2 separate regions of the Zea mays genome follow, and region 1 is linked to region 2. A link is a contact called in public HiChIP or PLAC-seq data. All regions are on one chromosome and are shown on one strand. The core of a region is the stretch at or near the end of the contact, and the rest is flanking DNA. Distances in the headings are between cores, read along the strand shown. Region 1 holds the start of LOC100282383 (nucleic acid binding protein). Region 2 holds the start of LOC103638924 (probable serine/threonine-protein kinase cdc7).

Evidence for each region. HiChIP or PLAC-seq counts read pairs in DNA pulled down with a chosen protein or histone mark.
Region 1: a contact with region 2 is called in an H3K4me3 HiChIP or PLAC-seq map of leaf, with 4 times the contacts expected there. The contact joins the promoter of LOC100282383 here to the promoter of LOC103638924 in region 2. A contact is called at or near these places in 5 of 25 Hi-C or Micro-C datasets (bundle sheath, ear, leaf and 1 more) and 1 of 3 datasets of contacts at active chromatin or transcription factors (leaf).

The regions. Positions count from the first base shown.
Region 1 is chr9:120,532,404-120,536,561 of Zm-B73-REFERENCE-NAM-5.0, reverse strand. It overlaps LOC100282383 (nucleic acid binding protein), which reads right to left and starts at 2,756. Exons shown (of 6, transcript NM_001155294.2): 1 at 2,338-2,756; 2 at 1,278-1,533; 3 at 597-751; 4 at 244-504; 5 at 1-24. The coding sequence starts at 2,595.
Region 2 is chr9:120,270,308-120,274,043 of Zm-B73-REFERENCE-NAM-5.0, reverse strand. LOC103638924 (probable serine/threonine-protein kinase cdc7) reads right to left here and starts at 2,313. Exons shown (of 15, transcript XM_008661715.4): 1 at 1,605-2,313; 2 at 1,426-1,499; 3 at 26-928. The coding sequence starts at 2,286.

The sequences.
Region 1 (4,158 bases), core at 1,507-4,006, 260 kb before region 2:
TGGGATTTGCATGGTTTGGGTTATCTGCATATGATAGTTCTTGTCAGCAAGACAGCAATATTTCAAGATAAAAAAAGGGAGAGAGAAGCTCTGCTTCCTAGTAGGAATTATTAAGTAACTTGTAAAAAGGATCAATGTATGAAATGCACAATAACCAGGGAATAAAGAATTTAATTGTGCTTATTCACCGAATGTCCTATGAAAAGAAATGAAGATTCAAACAAAGCCAGAGATAACTCAAACCTGTGTAAGTAGCGGGCCAGCACCATGTATTCCAGGTGGTCGTAGTGTTGACAAGGCTGGATCCCGCCCATAAAGTGATACGCCTGAGCGATGAATGTTATGATCTAACAAAGTTTCTCGTTCAAGATACAAAGTATCCCTCTTCACTGGAAGAATATATTCATCTACCACTGAAGGTGGTTGATTCACTTGTGCAGAACCAATTGAAGGATGTGACATATCACTCCAACCAACATTGTGATCTTGGCTCACTGCAGTATTCTGAGAGAGAGAGAAAAAGTAAAAATGGTAAATCAAAAATGATACGAAGGGTGCACTAGTGAAGTTTACCATAAGTTGAAATGCATTCTTACAGTTTTTTCAAATAATGGAAGTACACTATGGTCAACCAAAAACTTCCGAAGATGGTTAGAAACAGCTTGCAGTGCTTTTAGAACTTTCTCTGTATCGCCCTGTATCTCAACTATCCTTTCATCGTCAGTTACATAAAATGGTCTCTCATGTTCATCTGCAGATATTTATAACCCAAAAAACATTGTTAAGGAGAACTTCAAATATACAACTTTTCTAATGCCATAATAATCTGTGAGATGCTGATTTTATAACTTGTCAGCGGTTTTACCTTCCATTACCAAGAGTTCAATACAACTATTCCAATCATGCAAGATTAAAAGCATGCAGTTGAAATAAGGGTACGGCTACTAACCACATTAACAACATAATAATAATATAAAATCAGTTTTAACCGTGGAAGTTCTCTGACAAGAATGATAACGTGTATTTGTTAAATCCAGTGAAATGTTTAATACTTCGAGAACAATGGCACCCATCTTGCTAAAATGTCGAGACAACGCCGTTTTGTAAGTGTTAAGCTAAAGCTTGCCAGAAATTCAACAGTTACATTCGAAGCAGGGGAAGAAGATAAGATATTAAATCCAACAAGACGATATCACGATCAACAGCACTCCAATTTACAAAATTAACTGTGTATCAAGTACCAACACACAATACATCAGTCCAGAGAAACACCTCACCTACTGATATTACCCGTATTGTAGCACCCGTGCTCTCCTGGATTGCTTTGATAGTGGCACCTTGCTTCCCAATTAGGTTAATTGCCTGAGCTCCAGGAACCAACAATCGGGCAGCACATACACCAGGAGTAGCAGCAGCCTGAGTGCCCTCCGCAGCTCCATCTGTTATCCCAATGACACGCTTAAAAACTCTCATGAGAGCATCCATGGCTGGAGATAGCTCCAAGCCTGGATCTTCTTTTCCAGAAACCAAAACCTGGAATATCCAACATCCATGATTCAGTGAAATTATCCAAAGAGAACATGATACATTGATACTATATTAAGAATATTGCTAAACAAGAATAGCAAAAAAGAGCTATACAATATCGATTTTTAATTTGTTCAAGAGACAAACCAATGAAGATAGTTACCCAGCTTAATTGTGCCAGAAAAAAGACAGCTACCATCCACCATTATAATCCAAATGGCAATATGGTAAATCTATACATGTATCGCACAACATATATAGGCATAAAAACATATTGAAGGCTCACATCAATCATACCCTCCTCTGTACATAACTGTCTCCTTTACTAGCATTAAACATTCTGACATCTGAATACATACAACTTTTTCGATGTTTACAGTCATCACAACAAAATACAGCACATGCTAAATATCACACAGAAACAACATCGATGCAAGTATGCCCAGAATCTCCAACCATAAGAAGCTGTTTTTCACTCCCGTCATAATGTCCTATCTATTTAGGATAATAACCAAATCAGCAAACACTTGCAGTAGCGCAGAGAGTCAATTAGACCACACCACCGCTGAGATATTTGTGAACTCATCATGCACATCCCAACTTTCTTTTTCCCAAGAACACAGTGAGTGTATCTCACATTTATCGCCAGCTCAGACAGTTAAAACATAAATAACAATAACAAAAAATAGCTCCTAATACCAAGCAACCTCAATAATTCATAGTATAAAGCATATTTCGAATTTGCTACCATCCTTTCGCGTCAGAGAAGACATAAACCCATCAACCATCAGTAAAAAAAGCGCTACTCACGATACGCTCGGTGGCGCCGACGGGGCCCTCGAGGATGCGGACTCTGGCCTTGGTCCCCTCGACAAGGCGCTTGATGAGCTCGCCCTTCCGCCCGATTATGCTTCCGACCTTGAGCACTGGCACCACCAGCCGGAACACGCTGTCCCCGGGCCACCCCGGCCACCTCTTCGCGGCCGCCGCGACCTCCTCCATCGCGGCGGCATCGGACTCCTCCCCGACCTCAGCTGCGGTGACGGCGGCGGCGGATGGTTCGGCCATGACGGTGGCGGTACGGTGGAGGGGGCTAGGGTTTGGATCGCGGGGCGTGGGGCTGGGGCTGGGGCTGCGGAGGCGTCGCGAGTCGCGAACCTCTGCAAGTGGAGGGCGCTGGAGGGTGGAGACTGGAGGAGAGGAGCACGAAATCTGCCCCCTGGCCGGGTGGGCTCGCGATTCGGCTTCTCACGGGCTCAACTCGTGCCCGTGGTTAGATGGGCCGGAAGTTTAGTGGCAGAGAAAAAATAAAGTGCTCCTTAGGGATGACAATTTTATCCGTAAATCCAAAACATAATGGATACCCGACCCAATAGGTACGGGTGAAGATTTTGACTCGCGGACGCAACCTGTACCTGACTAAAAGTTTCACGGGTGTAGGTGCGGGTTTCTATTTCAATCCACAGGTGACCCGCACTCGAGCCGAAATTTGGTTTCTTCATTATTTTACGCAATAATGATTAAGATACAATAGTAATTAGCTTGAATAAGTAACTTAGCTAATGATTCATGAAGTGTTTTGTTGTTGCTAAATGTGAGAAGGCTTAAAATTCATAGATGTAACTGAAAGTTGCATAGAGGGGGGTGAATAGGCAAGTTAAAACTTTTTCAACAAAAACTAGAAACGAACTGGGTAAAACCGGTTCAACCGGTGTCAAAACCAGTTCAACTGGTTTGCACGAGCTCAACTAAAGAATGAGATATAAAACTGAATTTATCTCTAAATCCACCCAGTTAACTTTGGAAATGAGATGTTCAAGTTGATCCACAGGGTTCAAAGTAGTAGATCTAAGAAGGGCACTTCTCAAAATCCACACACCAAAAAGATATGAACAAATCTTACACGGAAGGGTGAGAGAACGAAGAACACAAATAAACACAATGAGCAAGAACACAAGAGACACAAGATTTATCCCGAGGTTCGGTCACACCACCAAGGTGCCCTACTTCCTCGTTGAGGCGCCCACAAAGAGCCGGGTCTCTTTCAACCCTAATCCTCCCTTTGCCGACCACAAAGGTCAAGCCCACACACTAATCTTTGCTCAAACGGACGGGTAATACAAACTTTCTTGTGGTCTTCCACAAGATTTGGAGACTCACAAGCGACACCTAGTTGTCTAGGAGCTAGAAGCTCCAAGAGTAATGAATCCACAAAGAACTCGATGTAGTACCAAAGCTCGAATGAAGAAGAGCAAGAGAGATTTGGAGATGAAGCACAAAAACCGCAACTCTCAAACTCACTCAAAGATTTCTCTCCAAAGATTTGAAATGTGAGAGGCAAGATGTGTGTGTGAGAGAGTGGGAGGTGTCTCTCATGTTAGAAATGGAGTCCAAGTCATGCTCTCCTGTGGGGGAGAGAGGTAGGAGTGAGTATATATATAGGTGGGGCTCCAAAACTAGCCGTTTTTGACTTTTCTGCACAAAAATCGGTTGAACCGGTTCCAAAACCGGTTGAACCGGTTTTCAAAAAGCTGCACACAACTTTTTGGCTGACACGGCAGACTGGCAGAAAAAGTGAACAATACAAAAACCGGTTGAACCGGTTTTAAAACCGGTTGAACCAGTTTCCAC
Region 2 (3,736 bases), core at 1,064-3,563:
AGTCACCATATGTACTCAAACTAACCTTTTGAGTCTTTGCTGTGTTGTCCTTATCTTCTTTTGGCTGTTCATTTTTCTTGCACTTCTCTTTCTGCTTCACAGTCAACTTATCCCGCCCATTCTTAGATACATTGACCTCCGCCTTGTTCAAGGACTGCTCTCCATGATTTAGATATCTGATATCTCTATTTTCAGGAACAATATTCAGGTGCTTCATGTTCATGCCATCTTGCCTTGTAGTTTCTTGTGGTAATGTTTCAGATTGAACATTTATCATCATTTGAGGTGCTATAGATCCAACTTTGTTAACCACAGAAGGCTGGAACAAAATTTGTGCTGTCTTATCAGTGCAAACTTCTGCATATGCACTAGCACGAAGTGGATTTTTTTTCTGAACACAACTTGGGGCATTCTGATGATGCCCATCATTTAGGCAATTGTATTGTAGAGCATCTGCTTGGTTGAGAATCATATCAAATGCTTCAATACTAGTAGCCGTTTTCATATTATGATCTATCGGACTGCCAGGACTTTTGCAAACAGGATTTAGATATTCATCAGCCCCATTTTTGCATTCTCCAACTAAAACATCATGACTGGCCATGGGAAGGGCACACTCTTTTTGTAGATCATCACTATCCTCTACTCTATTGTTAAGTAAGGAAACTGTTTCAGATTCACTAATCTTGTTGCTTCTACCATCAACTTCCATATTGATGTTTCTCAATTTCTCAGCATCCAGTGGAGGAAGATTGACAGAACAAGGGCAATCTGAAAAACCTGTTGGCACCAGTGCTAAAGACATGTTCCCAATAGCCAAGTCATCGTCACCTCTAAGAGGCTGGTCAAGTTTGTGCTGAAGATCACCGAGAAATGTGCCGAGACTGGGAAGCCTATCCTGCAACTTTTGCATAACCTCCAAATGTACCTGAGTCGGATATGACAAAACATGTTAGATGTGAACAACAAACTTATATGGATGTGAAAACACTGCAGAAAAATTTTATCATCATTATCCTTGTTAAAATGTGTGTCCCAATTAGTATTTGAGCATTACAACTATGAATTTCAACTCAACTAGTGTCAACCAAAAACAAGAAAGAAAATGATGCCTTGAAGATTGAGAGGCCCAAAATTCACTTCAAGCTATCTCCCATGTCATTTACTCTACTGATGTACCACACCACTCCGAAATTGTGACAGGCCTACTAATAAAAACCAGTAAGCACTATGGAACTATTATTTTGCGCAGATGGCCTATAAAGGGAAACAAAAATGAAATGATTTCAAATGCCCAATCAAACTAACTACAAGCAAATGAAAGCAGATAAGACTAGATTGAAAATTTGTTGGCAATTTGGATATTCGAGATATTTGATTTAGAACATGAAAGAACAGGCATACAACTGGGAAGAGACATCATACCTCTCCAGTAGCAGCCGTAGTACAGGTCTGCGCAACCAGCTGCCACGACTGGTGCTCCGTTTGTTCCACCAAATCTGCAGAAATGCTCCCGAAATGAGCTCAGAGAAACGGATAGCCCTCGAGAACTATCATACATACAGCACGAAAGAGTGAATCTCATTTCTAAGAAATTAAACTACCTGCGGCCGATGCCAGTAGTCGGCGCCTCTTCGCGCTGAAGCACCTTGCATCCGACCCTTGCCGCTTACGCTCATACCTAATGGACACCTTTCCCGACCACCGCCTCACCTCCGAAGGCCACAGGCTCACCTTAGGCCCCGGGATATCCCACCCCATGAACCTCAGAAACGCCAGGATAGCCGTCTCGGAGGGCGTCACGACGCCGTCGTCAGAGATCCATAGTGGTGACCTAGGTAAGCAACACATCTGCTTGACGACGCGCGTCGAGATGGAGGGCGCTGCGACGGTAGCGGCGGCGGTGAGTTCCGAGGCGGCGGCGGGACGGCCGAGGCGGATGAGCACGGTGAGAAGGTGCCAGGCCAGCTCCATGTCCGCTGAGGACCCCCCGCCGGAGTCCATAGTAGAGGGCGAGGAGCGTGGATCTGATTGGCGAGGCATGGAATTGAGGCGGAGGCCGGCGAGGCGGCGAGGTTTTGGCCTGGAGCTGTGTTCTTCTCTCGCTTGCTTCTTCTGTTCCACAAGAGGGGAATATGCTTTTGCGATTTGGTCCTTAGAGTTATTGAGTTTTGTGGATCGGAGGGCAATGGGAGGCGGGAAAATTTGTTCGCGAGTGAAGTTTTTTGGAGCGGCGGATGCCTGCGCGGTGTGAAGACGCGCCCGTTTCCCGCCCGAGCTTTCCATCTCGGGCTCGTAATTGCAACGTCCCACACGGCAAGTGTACACACCACTGCAGCAGCGGAACGATATCGGGGTGTTTTACACATGGGGCCCACACACGGCTCTGAATGGCTACCTTGCTATTTCAAATCTGTGCGTCGGTATTGCACAGAGTAGCATACATACACCATACGGTACAGCACTGCGTAACACATGACTCCAGTTACAAGATTAGTACAATCGTGCATAAGTAGATCTGGATCGAAGGGCGACAAGAGCACCGTGTCCTTCGTAGATTCAGACTTAAGAACAATGAGTTATGCATTTTTTTTTTTGGGGGGGGGGGGGGGGGGGGGGTGCAAACGCTCCAGCCAGTGCTCCCCTGCCTCCACACAGCTAATGAAAACCAGTAATGACAGTTGTACTGAACAATCAGAGCTCATCTGCAGGTTCTCAAAGAGGATATCGTTCTAATAAAATCAACAGCTGTAAGCTACTGAACAAACGACCAAAATTTTGCTCAACCAAAGAACGGCAATGCCCACTGCTATCTGGTTGTTCTCCGACTTCTGCGGCGACATTCAAAGCAGTCCGAGCATGGATAGTAGGCCTTCACTCCATTTTTATGACCTATTTGTAATTTGGTTGGTGAAATCTTAAGTTCCTCTATCAGAATCTGACGCAGATTTTCGTTTTCCTCCTGCAGTTCCTCAATAACCTTTTGGTGCTTCAGTACCTGGAAGTGCAAGAAATGCAGAACCGGTTAGTAGGCTTGCATTTTGGTAGGAAGACAATCAATTGTGAGCTATTCTTCACAGAAATACAATATGACCAAAAAGAATAACCAATCACCAAGTAGTTCTCTACTGTCTCCCTACATGTAGTGAGAACTTTTAGTAGCTAAAGGAATTGAGGCAGAACATTTTATGCTAAACTTGGGATGAATGAGTAAAACACGTCTAACACAAGAATAATGAATGGAATTGCCAAGCAAACATTATAAGTGTGACTGAACTCACCAACTGAAGTACACTATCCATTCCATGCAAATTTCCAGGCTGTAAAATGAGTAAAGAGAGAATCGTTCATTCTACTTGAGCAGCAAAAGTCATAGCTGAAGCTACAATGGGACAAATAATACATTTAAGAATGTTTTCGTGCGTACGGCATCTCTGAAGTCCACCTTTGTATCATTCTGGAACAGTGGATCCTGTAGAAAATTGGCAATGACCTTTTTGGTTCGACTTACAGTCAATGCTTCCGGCTGAGTAGATTGCACTTTTGACATTTCATAACTTGAAGTTTGGTTCAAATTACTTTCTGCATCCTTAGCCTCTAGATCCATCGACATGCTGTTGTGAGTTTGTTCATTGCTAGACAAAGAATGAACCATAGGATTTGACGAAGACGGCGTCTCAGGGGTATCTTTTAGCTTTGATGTCCATTTAGACATAATTTCCTAGGGGGGAAACTA